3 separate regions of the Mus musculus genome follow, and all the other regions are linked to region 1. The links are chromatin contacts, called in public promoter capture Hi-C maps. All regions are on one chromosome and are shown on one strand. Each heading gives the region's core, a stretch centred on a gene start, on an enhancer-like site or on the middle of the called end of the contact. The rest is flanking DNA. Distances are from core to core; before and after follow the strand shown. Region 1 holds the start of Gtf2h2 (general transcription factor II H, polypeptide 2). Region 2 holds the start of Cdk7 (cyclin-dependent kinase 7). Region 3 overlaps Rad17 (RAD17 checkpoint clamp loader component).

Evidence for each region. Promoter capture Hi-C pulls out the DNA fragments that hold promoters and counts their contacts. Capture Hi-C pulls out chosen DNA fragments and counts their contacts.
Region 2: a contact with region 1 is called in a promoter capture Hi-C map of liver. The contact joins the promoter of Cdk7 here to the promoter of Gtf2h2 in region 1. A contact is called at or near these places in 4 of 39 promoter capture datasets (cranial neural crest, embryonic stem cells, hippocampal neurons and 1 more), 6 of 484 Hi-C or Micro-C datasets (CD4 T cells, CD8 T cells, embryonic stem cells and 2 more), 1 of 115 datasets of contacts at active chromatin or transcription factors (extraembryonic endoderm stem cells) and 3 of 9 other capture datasets (adipose tissue, liver and pancreatic islet).
Region 3: a contact with region 1 is called in a promoter capture Hi-C map of the HPC-7 cell line. The contact joins the enhancer-like site here to the promoter of Gtf2h2 in region 1. A contact is called at or near these places in 28 of 39 promoter capture datasets (the 3T3-L1 cell line, 3T3-L1-derived adipocytes, the C10 cell line and 17 more), 43 of 484 Hi-C or Micro-C datasets (the C2C12 cell line, the G1E-ER4 cell line, the HPC-5 cell line and 29 more), 17 of 115 datasets of contacts at active chromatin or transcription factors (DN3 thymocytes, the HPC-7 cell line, the NIH/3T3 cell line and 10 more) and 4 of 9 other capture datasets (adipose tissue, embryonic stem cells, liver and 1 more).

The regions. Positions count from the first base shown.
Region 1 is chr13:100,491,125-100,494,048 of GRCm38.p6, reverse strand. It overlaps Gtf2h2 (general transcription factor II H, polypeptide 2), which reads left to right and starts at 1,440. Exons shown (of 16, transcript NM_022011.4): 1 at 1,440-1,592.
Region 2 is chr13:100,729,558-100,732,481 of GRCm38.p6, reverse strand. Cdk7 (cyclin-dependent kinase 7) reads left to right here and starts at 1,540. Exons shown (of 12, transcript NM_009874.3): 1 at 1,540-1,708; 2 at 1,965-2,024. The coding sequence starts at 1,643.
Region 3 is chr13:100,632,966-100,635,889 of GRCm38.p6, reverse strand. Rad17 (RAD17 checkpoint clamp loader component) reads left to right here. Exons shown (of 17, transcript NM_001044371.2): 6 at 1,891-2,027; 7 at 2,387-2,439; 8 at 2,569-2,694. Among named protein-coding and RNA genes, the nearest start is that of Rad17, 17 kb to the left of the region's middle. Within about 2 kb of position 1,384, at least 12 of the 459 cell types and tissues checked have an H3K27ac peak or open chromatin away from gene starts, as enhancers often do. A contact at or near this core is called in the HPC-7 cell line and acute myeloid leukemia, where this site is marked.

The DNA of each region.
Region 1 (2,924 bases), core at 191-2,690:
TATGTACCACCACACCCAGGTTTTATTCAATTCTTTCTTTACGGTTGTTCTTAGTTTCACAGCTTGAAAAGGTATTTCACTAGGTAAGATAATTTTATTGTTACTTTATATGTGATTGGAATATTAGTCATAGTTATACTGAGACTACCATGATTTCTGTGCACATTTTGTTTTGCTTTGGTACCCTGTTAACAAAGTTTTAATAAAAACCCCCTGTTCCAGCAGTCCTAGCAGACTTGTCTGGCCACGCGTCTCAGTTTGCCAAAGAGACACGTAATGATGAATGACAGAGAAAAGGGTTTTATTAAGGTGGCCATGATGAGAAAAACAGATAAAGGGGTTTGCATATACCAAGTCTGTCTTCGAGGGGCTGAGATGAACTTTGACATTTTATAGAAAAGGGAAATGGGAGGGGCTTGTGGTGTGCATAGATGACAGAGCCTGTGGTCTGGTCAGGTGATCTGGTCAAGGCATGGGTCTGATCACTTATGCCAACAAAGGCCTTGTTTCGCAAGGGTTTCTGGAGACCTTGCTAGTGATGTCATTACTCCGAGGCAGACTGTTTATGGCGAGGTAGTTACCCCAGCGCCAGCTTTCAGCCTCCCCACCATACGTAGTTGCCCTCATGTGGGAGGTGATCTGTCCTGCCAGGCTTGCTCTTTGCTTGGGAGTAGTCTCGGTTCCACGTCATAAGGATGTTTACAGATCAGTCTTGCCATTCCTTGTGTTCAAGAGAACTACAGAAGAGAGTGAGTGACTTAGCAGGAAAATTGTTTTTTAAAAAAAAAAGTCAGAGAATGGTGCCCTTCGTCTTCCTAGCTCAGTCTTAGTTTCTAAGACTATTTTACAGAGCCAAAGTTATGAGTGGGAAAAGTTCGAATGTGTCTTACTTCTATTCACAAATATGCTTAGATGTATTTTTATTTTATTGGGGGAATCCTCTTATTTTTGGGTTAAAGAGCATGCTTGGCGCTCGTGGGGGTGGGGCGGCAGGTGGGGCTATGGCTATGCAGTTAAGAGCACTTGTTGCTATTCCAGAGGGTCCGGATTTGATTTCCATCATCCACATGGCAGATAGCAAACATCTGTAACTTCAGTTCCAGGGGATCAGATGCCATCTTCCGTCCCCTGCCCCAACTAGGCACGAACATGGTGCACAGACATGCACGCAGGCAAAAACATCCAGATACTAAACAAAACCCAACAAAACAAAACCCACGGACAAAAAAAAACCTCCCTAAACGCATGTATAACGTATCCAGAACTTGTAGTTTTAGCTGTTTGGTCTATAGAAATGCACCCCACAGCAGAAATATTGGTGAACTGGAAGGCAGTTACGCTCTTGGGCACCACTTGCTCCCTAGCTCCCTCTTCTGGCAGCAGCTGCCCTCTGCCGCCGGAACATTTTTTTTTTCCCGTGGCTCCAGCGCGCTGCGGAAGAATTTTGGCGGCGCACTCAGACTGCCGGTACTTCCGGTGAGGGTCGTCTCGTCGAGGCTGGTGGGTCTACGCGAGGAGACCTGCGGGGTCCTGAGGCTGTGGAGGGCTGGAGTGAGGCGGACAGGAGAAGAAGCCTGGAGCTGAGGACCGAGGTGCAAAGCCCGGGTTGGCCTCGGGGGGGACCTGGAGGGCGGAGGGGGTGGGGGCGTGTGCAGGGAGCGCGGCAGCTTCCGCCTGAGGAAAGTTCTCGCTGCAGGGCTGCCGTTTGCCGTGAGTCTGTGTGGCCCGAAGCGAGTTTGCAGCCCCGAGCTGTCCCTCTCTGAACACGGGGGACAGTAAATCACCCTTGACCTCGGGCCAGGCAGGGTAAGGCGAGGCAGAGCCTCCGCAGTGGCCATGCGCGCTGCGGCTCGCGGGTGCACGCGAGGAGCTCACCGTGAGCATCTCCCGGGGCGGCTGGGTGTGATGACGGAAAGTCTAAGAAACGGGTGATCTGGCTGCGGCGTGGGGACTTCTAACTTCTCCCCGGTTGGATTCTCCATCATAAAGAGGCCCCGTATACCCAGCCAAAAAGTGTGCGGCGTTTACTCGTTGCTTCTCATTTTCTCTGAATTTAAGAGAGTAATAGAAGAGTAAAATATAAAGCAAATGTTGATGCGGTGGAGCAACATTTAAAAAGCTTAAAAGTAATATTATGCGAACTGTGTGTGCACACGCACACACGTGTGCTGGGATCACAGGTGTATTCCACTCTGCTCATCCTGAACAGAAATTTTATTTATTTTTAATTAATTAATTAATTAATTTGGAGATGGTTTCTCTGTGTAGTGTTGGCAGTCCTGGAACTCACTTTGTAGACTAGGGTGGCCTTGAACTTTAGAGATCTGCCTGCTTCTGCCTTCCGAGTGCTGGGACTAAAGGTGTGCTCCACCACAGCCAGGCTCATAGTTTTGTTATTTTTTAAAATTATTATTTTTTTTTTATTTACAGTTCCAATGTTATCCCCTTTCCTGGTTTCCCCTCCGAAAACCCCCTATTTCCTACCCCTTCCCCTGTTCACCAACCCACCCACTCCTGCTTCCTGGCCCTGACATTCCCCTATACTGGGGCTTAGAGTCTTCACACGACCAAGGGCCTCTCCTCCCATTGATGACAAACTAGGCCATCCTATGCAGCTAGAGCCATGAGTCCCACCATGTGTACTCTTTGGTTGGTGGTTTAGTCCCTGGGAGCTCTGGGGGTACTGGTTAGTTCATATTGTTGTTCCTCCTAGGGGGCTTGCACACCCCTTCAGCTCCTTGGGTACTTTCTCTAGCTCCTTCATTGAGGACCCTGTGCTCTGTCCAATGGATGGCTGTGAGCATCCACTTCTGTATTTGGCAGGCACTGGCAGAGCCTCTCAGGAGGCAGCTATATCAGGCTCCTGTCAGCAAGCTCTTGTTGGCATCTGCAATAGTATCTTGGTTTGGTGACTGTATATGGGA
Region 2 (2,924 bases), core at 291-2,790, 240 kb before region 1:
TTTGATATGGTGAACCTTGCATGGATCTCTTAAATTTTATTAACAAAAGTATTAAGGGGCTTGGAGATCAGGAGTCCTCTATTTGCACGTATGCCTGCATGACAGGACACTAGATCTTATAAGCCACCATATGGTTGCTGGGAATTAAACTCAGGACCTTTGGAATATGCAGTCAGTGCTCTTATATGTTGAGCCATCTCTCTAGCCCTTGGATCAACTCTTTTTTTTGGTTTTTCAAGACAGGGTTTCTCTGTGTAACCCTGGCTGTCCTGGAACTCACTCTGTAGACCAGGCTGGCCTGGAACTCAGAAATCAGCCTGCCTATGCCTCCCAGTCCACTGCCCAGCCGAAGATCAATTCTTTTTTTTTTTTTCCTTTTTTTTTTTTAAAAGATTTATTTATTGATTATATGTAAGTACACTGTAGCTGTCTTCAGACACTCCAGAAGAGGGAGTCAGATCTCATTACGGATGGTTGTGAGCCACCATGTGGTTGCTGGGATTTGAACTCTGGACCTTCGGAAGAGCAGTCGGGCGCTCTTACCCACTGAGCCATCTCACCAGCCCGAAGATCAATTCTTAAATCCACCAGGGAATTGAGGCCTCAACAAAACCACCCTCTACCCTGCAAACTGGAAACAAAGATATGACTCAAAAGGAAACCATTGCTGGAGCCAGTAATTGACAGCTAGGCTTAAAGTGAAATCATTAATTACATAGCAAACACTGTTACTATGTGTAAAGGCTCTGTATGTTTTTCTTTTTCTTTTTTAAGATTTATTTTTTATTATAACTAGTTACACTGTAACTGTCTTCAGATGCACCAGAAGAGGGCGTCAAATCTCATTCCAGGTGTTTGTGAGCCACCATGTGGTTGCTGGGATTTGAACTCAGGACCTTCCAAAGAGCAGTCAGTGCTTTTATCTGCTGAGCCATCTCACCAGCCCCTGTATGTTTTTCTTAAATCATTAGTTTCAAATTTTTATAAGACCAAAGGCTCATTCTATAGCATTCAGTAGGACTTGGTTTTGATTTCCTGGGCCTGTTTCTTCATAAATCAGCCTTTAAGAACTTGAGGGTGGGACGGGGAGGGGTACCCGATTGGAGGAAGTGGGGCAGAGATCAGGATGTAAAGAGAATAAGTCAATAAATTAGTGGGGGGGGGGGGGAGGAAAAAAACATGCACAAAAAGAAAAACAAAACAAAACAAATGGAGGGGTTTGGTGTCCATAGAGACTCAGGCGACACAGTAACGCAAAGCAAGACAGCTGCAAGGGCAAGCCCTTACACTTCTGCTACATTCCGAACTTAGAAATACCACGTCAGAACCCTGGCCTATCATCTTTGGAAGCAAAAAAAAAATCCACGTTAAAGACAAAATCCAGTAACAAATGGACACTGACTGCAGTCTAGGACAGCACAGCTTCCGGGTACTGTGTGCACGTGGCAGCGGGGAAGGGCAGGGTTCGCGGCCCAACTCAGCTTCCGTAGGACTGGCCCCGCCCACAGCGGAAGTATGGGCGGGACCCGTAGGTCGTGTGCGTCCAGCGACCGGAAGTAGCTGTTGGGCAGCTTTCGGACGCTTTAAATTCCTGCGGGGTGGAGGGCTTAGCTTGGGTGCCCGGGTCTGGTTTCTCACTCGCATGGCTGTGGACGTGAAGTCTCGAGCGAAGCGCTATGAGAAACTGGACTTCCTCGGAGAGGGACAGGTGAGGCCTGGGGCTGAGTTCTCGCGCAGGCAGGCACAGCCTGGCCACCGCCGGCTGCTCGGTCCCCTTGTCACCATCCCTGAATTGCTTCTTCCCTGCTGAAGAAGAGGCCTCCAGACCACGTAGCAGGCCGTGGCCAGTCCCCTCCAGAATCAGGGCTTCTTTGTTCTTAAAAGGGGGAGGTGGGGAAGGGCCAAAAACCAACCAGCAGGTAAAGAAAGACCTCTTACGACTTTGTTACTGTTCCCCTTTCTAGTTTGCGACGGTCTATAAGGCCAGGGACAAGAACACCAACCAAATCGTCGCCATTAAGAAAGTGAGTTGCCTTTTTATGTTGTTTCCTCTCCAGTCTTTGCGTCTTGCTTGCCACGTAGCCCTTGCTGGCACGGACCTCGCTATTTAGAACTTGCTGCGAGCCTTAACCCTTCTGCTTTGTGTTTGGGGGTTTGGGGGGTTTGCAGGTTTGCAGGCGTACTCCACCACGCCAGGCAACTCTTAGAGAGTAAATGCCCGTGCATTAACAGTTGATGGATGGCTGTCTGTGAGATAGTCTTGCTATGGAGTCCAGATTGGTCTCCCAACTCGTGGAAATCCTTCTGCCTCTGCCTCCCGAGTGCCGGGCATTACAGACATGGGCTACCTTCGGCTTCATCTTACTGCTCACAGTCACACTGATTGAAGGAGTTACAAGAACTCTATAGACAGTAGTATTTATTAGTATCCTGTGTTTCAAGATGGAACTCGGGCTGAAACAGTTTTTGTTCAAGTTAAAACGTTTCATCCCCTAAAAGTTGGTTGTTGGCTATGGAGGCAAGGACAGCGTCTCTTCAGTCCTTTTGGATGGCATGGTCTTTCCATGTCAAAGGTTGTTAAAGGTGTGTTATCTATACACGAAGGTTTTCATTGGCATCAGCAATACTGATAATAGTGTAATTTCTAGAAAGATTTAAGTATTCTTAAAACTTAAATTCATTAACAACACCCTGATATAATTTCCTGTGTGCCAAACACTTTTGACTATTTTTTTTTTCTTCCCCCACTTAACCTCCAAATAGTCCGTGAAATAGGTAAAGTGTCTTTGCCTCCCCTTTGAGGTACCTGAGGCTAGTTAGATGACTTGAGGGTCGCACAGCTAGGAATGTGGAGGCATTAGAACAGAGCAGTTGGTTGAGCTTCGTTCCTCTGCTGACATCTATAGCCAGCTCATGGTGACTCT
Region 3 (2,924 bases), core at 135-2,634, 140 kb before region 1:
ACTGATGATGTGGTGTCTAAACTGGGAGTGGCCAAAGCTCCTAAGCATCTTACAATAGGAGCTATGTAGAAGGACAACTTTTATTTTAATGTTAACTATTCCTCCGATTCTCTGGGCTCAGCCAGTGTTGCTGATACATAATCTTTAATCGCTGAGACAGAGGCAGGAGACCTCAGTGAGGTCAAGGCCACCTTGGTTTATATAGTCAGTTACAGGCCAAGTAGGGCTATGTAGTGAGACTCTTATCTCTAAAAACAAATCAAAAAACTCAAACAAAAATTTGAGGCTGGCGAGATGGCTCAGAGGTTAAGAGCACCAACTGCTCTTCCGAAGGTCCCGAGTTCAAATCCCAGCAACCACATGGTGGCTCACAACCATCCATAATGAAATCTGATGCCCTTTTCTGGAGTATCTGAGGACAGCTACAGCGTACTTACATATAATAAATAAATAAATCTTTAAAAAAAATTTAATTCCGGGGCTGGTGAGATGGCTCAGCGGGTAAGAGTACCGTCTGCTCTTCCGAGGGTCCTGAGTTCAAATCCCAGCAACCACATGGTGGCTCACAACCATCTGTAGTGAGACCTGATGCCCTCTTCTGGCACATCTAAAGACAGCTACAGTGTACTTATGTATAATAATAAATCTTTCTTTTAAAAAAAATTAATTCCAGTAATGAAGCTAGTTGGGCACAGATTTAATCACAGGACTCAGGAAGCAGAGGCAGGAGGATCTTTTCTGGGTCGAGGCCAGCTTGATCTACATCGTAAATTCCAGGACAACCAGGGCTACATCATTTCTCGTAAAGCAAAACAAAAATTCAGTAGCGATATCCTAATCTGAAGATGGCATTCCATCTCCATTCCTTCCTCCCATCTTCTGTGACCTTCCCTGAGCCTTGAAGGGGGTGAGAAGAATGTTCTGTTTATAGCTGCACATTCAAGAATCCCTTTAAATCACTTTAACCAGCTATGCGACTCTAGTTCCACTGCATACCGAGGGCTTCTCTAACAAGTTGGTAGCTGTACTAATTTGTGGGTATAAACATAATTATTTAGACTATAATTTGATGGAGATATCATAGCCCTTTAGCAAAACAATAGCTGTAGCTTCTCCATTATGGTCTGTGACTTCCCCTAGCAATGGGCTTTTGGCTCGGTTTATATTCCTTTGTATTATTGTAATAAATGAGTAATACTTTGAATTAGTTGTATTCTTTTCTGTACAGCAGACCACAAATCCAACTATGAAGCAGTTAGTGCCCCTAAAACAGACTCACCGCTATTATCCTAGTGAATACTTTTTGCCTAAGTGGTGTAGCACATAGGGTCCATAACTGAGTAAGACTTGATGACAGTTCTCCCACCACACCCTGCATAGTAACTTCTGCCGTTGTTATGCAAGCTAGCCAGCAGGAAGGAAACTTATCTTGGTTCCTGTGTGATGTGTCTATGGTCTATGACCAAAGCAATTAATAGCTTTTTTATTTTATTTTTTTAAGAATGGGTTTTATTCTTATCTTTATTTTTAGGTCCCCTCAAAGAACAGCAGCAAGTGTGTTTAACTGCTGAGCCATCGCTCCACCCCAATAGCTACATTTTTTTTTTTTTTTCCTGGAATTTGCTCTGTAGACCAGACTGGCCTCAAAGTCATCTGCCTCTGCCTCCCAACTCAATTAACTTCATGTTACTTTCATTGGTGTAGAAGAAAATTACTATTGTCCATTATGATACTACTCTTTGAAATGATATTTTATTTTACATTAAGACCACTTCAAATAATTTTAAGATAGTCCAGTATTGAAAGTTATATCATATATGTGAATTTGTTGTACATTTAATATTAATGTATATGATTTGAAAATAAAGTGATAAATATATTTCCTTTCAGAATCAAACTTCTCTGTAGTTCCATACCAATCTCAGATAGCAGTCTTCAATGACTTTCTATTAAGAGCCACCAAGTACAGCAAACTGCAGATGCTTGGAGACGATCTGACAACTGATAAGAAGATCATTCTGGTGGAAGTAAGGACGACTTCTAAAATCTTGCTAGAGCTGTTGTGTGAACAACTGTGAGATGCAGGAATAGTGGTAGTCTTTTGATAGCAGAGACCTGAAGACTCTTTGAGTAAACATAAACAGAATAGCATAGATAAAGTAGATATGCTGTATGCTAGCATAATTCTCAGCTGCAACACCATCTATATAGAAAAGCAAATGAAGTCTGTGGGAAGTTAACTTTCTCAATGACCATAAATTTCCTTTAATTTCTTTGAAAATTCTGATCAAGATGCATTGGATAAGTACTGTTTTTCCTTGACAAATATAAGTTTAAATATTCAGTGAAGCATCACTGAGCTAATATTGTCCCATATATTCCACAGGAGTTACCTAACCAGTTTTATCGAGACCCTAACGCTTTACATGAGATTCTAAGGTAGGTGTCAGTGAAGTCCAGTGTTCTAAAACTCCGTATTAGGGGTAGGGGGTTGTAACTGTGGTCGAACATTTGCTTAGCATGAACATGCTAAATTGCTTCAATTTCAACATTATTTTGTTATTTTAGAAAGCATGTGCAGATTGGCCGGTGTCCTCTTGTATTTATAGTCTCTGACAGTGTCAGTGGAGACAATAATCAGCGGCTACTCTTCCCCAGAAACATTCAAGAAGAGTGTTCTGTTTCAAACATTAGGTAAGAAGTTTTTGATTGTTTATTTTGGTTGTTTTCCCAGACAGGATTTCTTTGTGTAGCCCTGACTGTCCTGGAACTCATGCTACAAACCAGGTTGGCTTTGAACTCACAGAGATCCACCTGCCTTTGCTTCCAGGATGCTAGAACTAAAGGCATGCACCACCACTGCCTGGCTAAGAAATTTGCTCTTAATGTTCACAGGCTATTTTTAAATTAATCATTTAAGCATC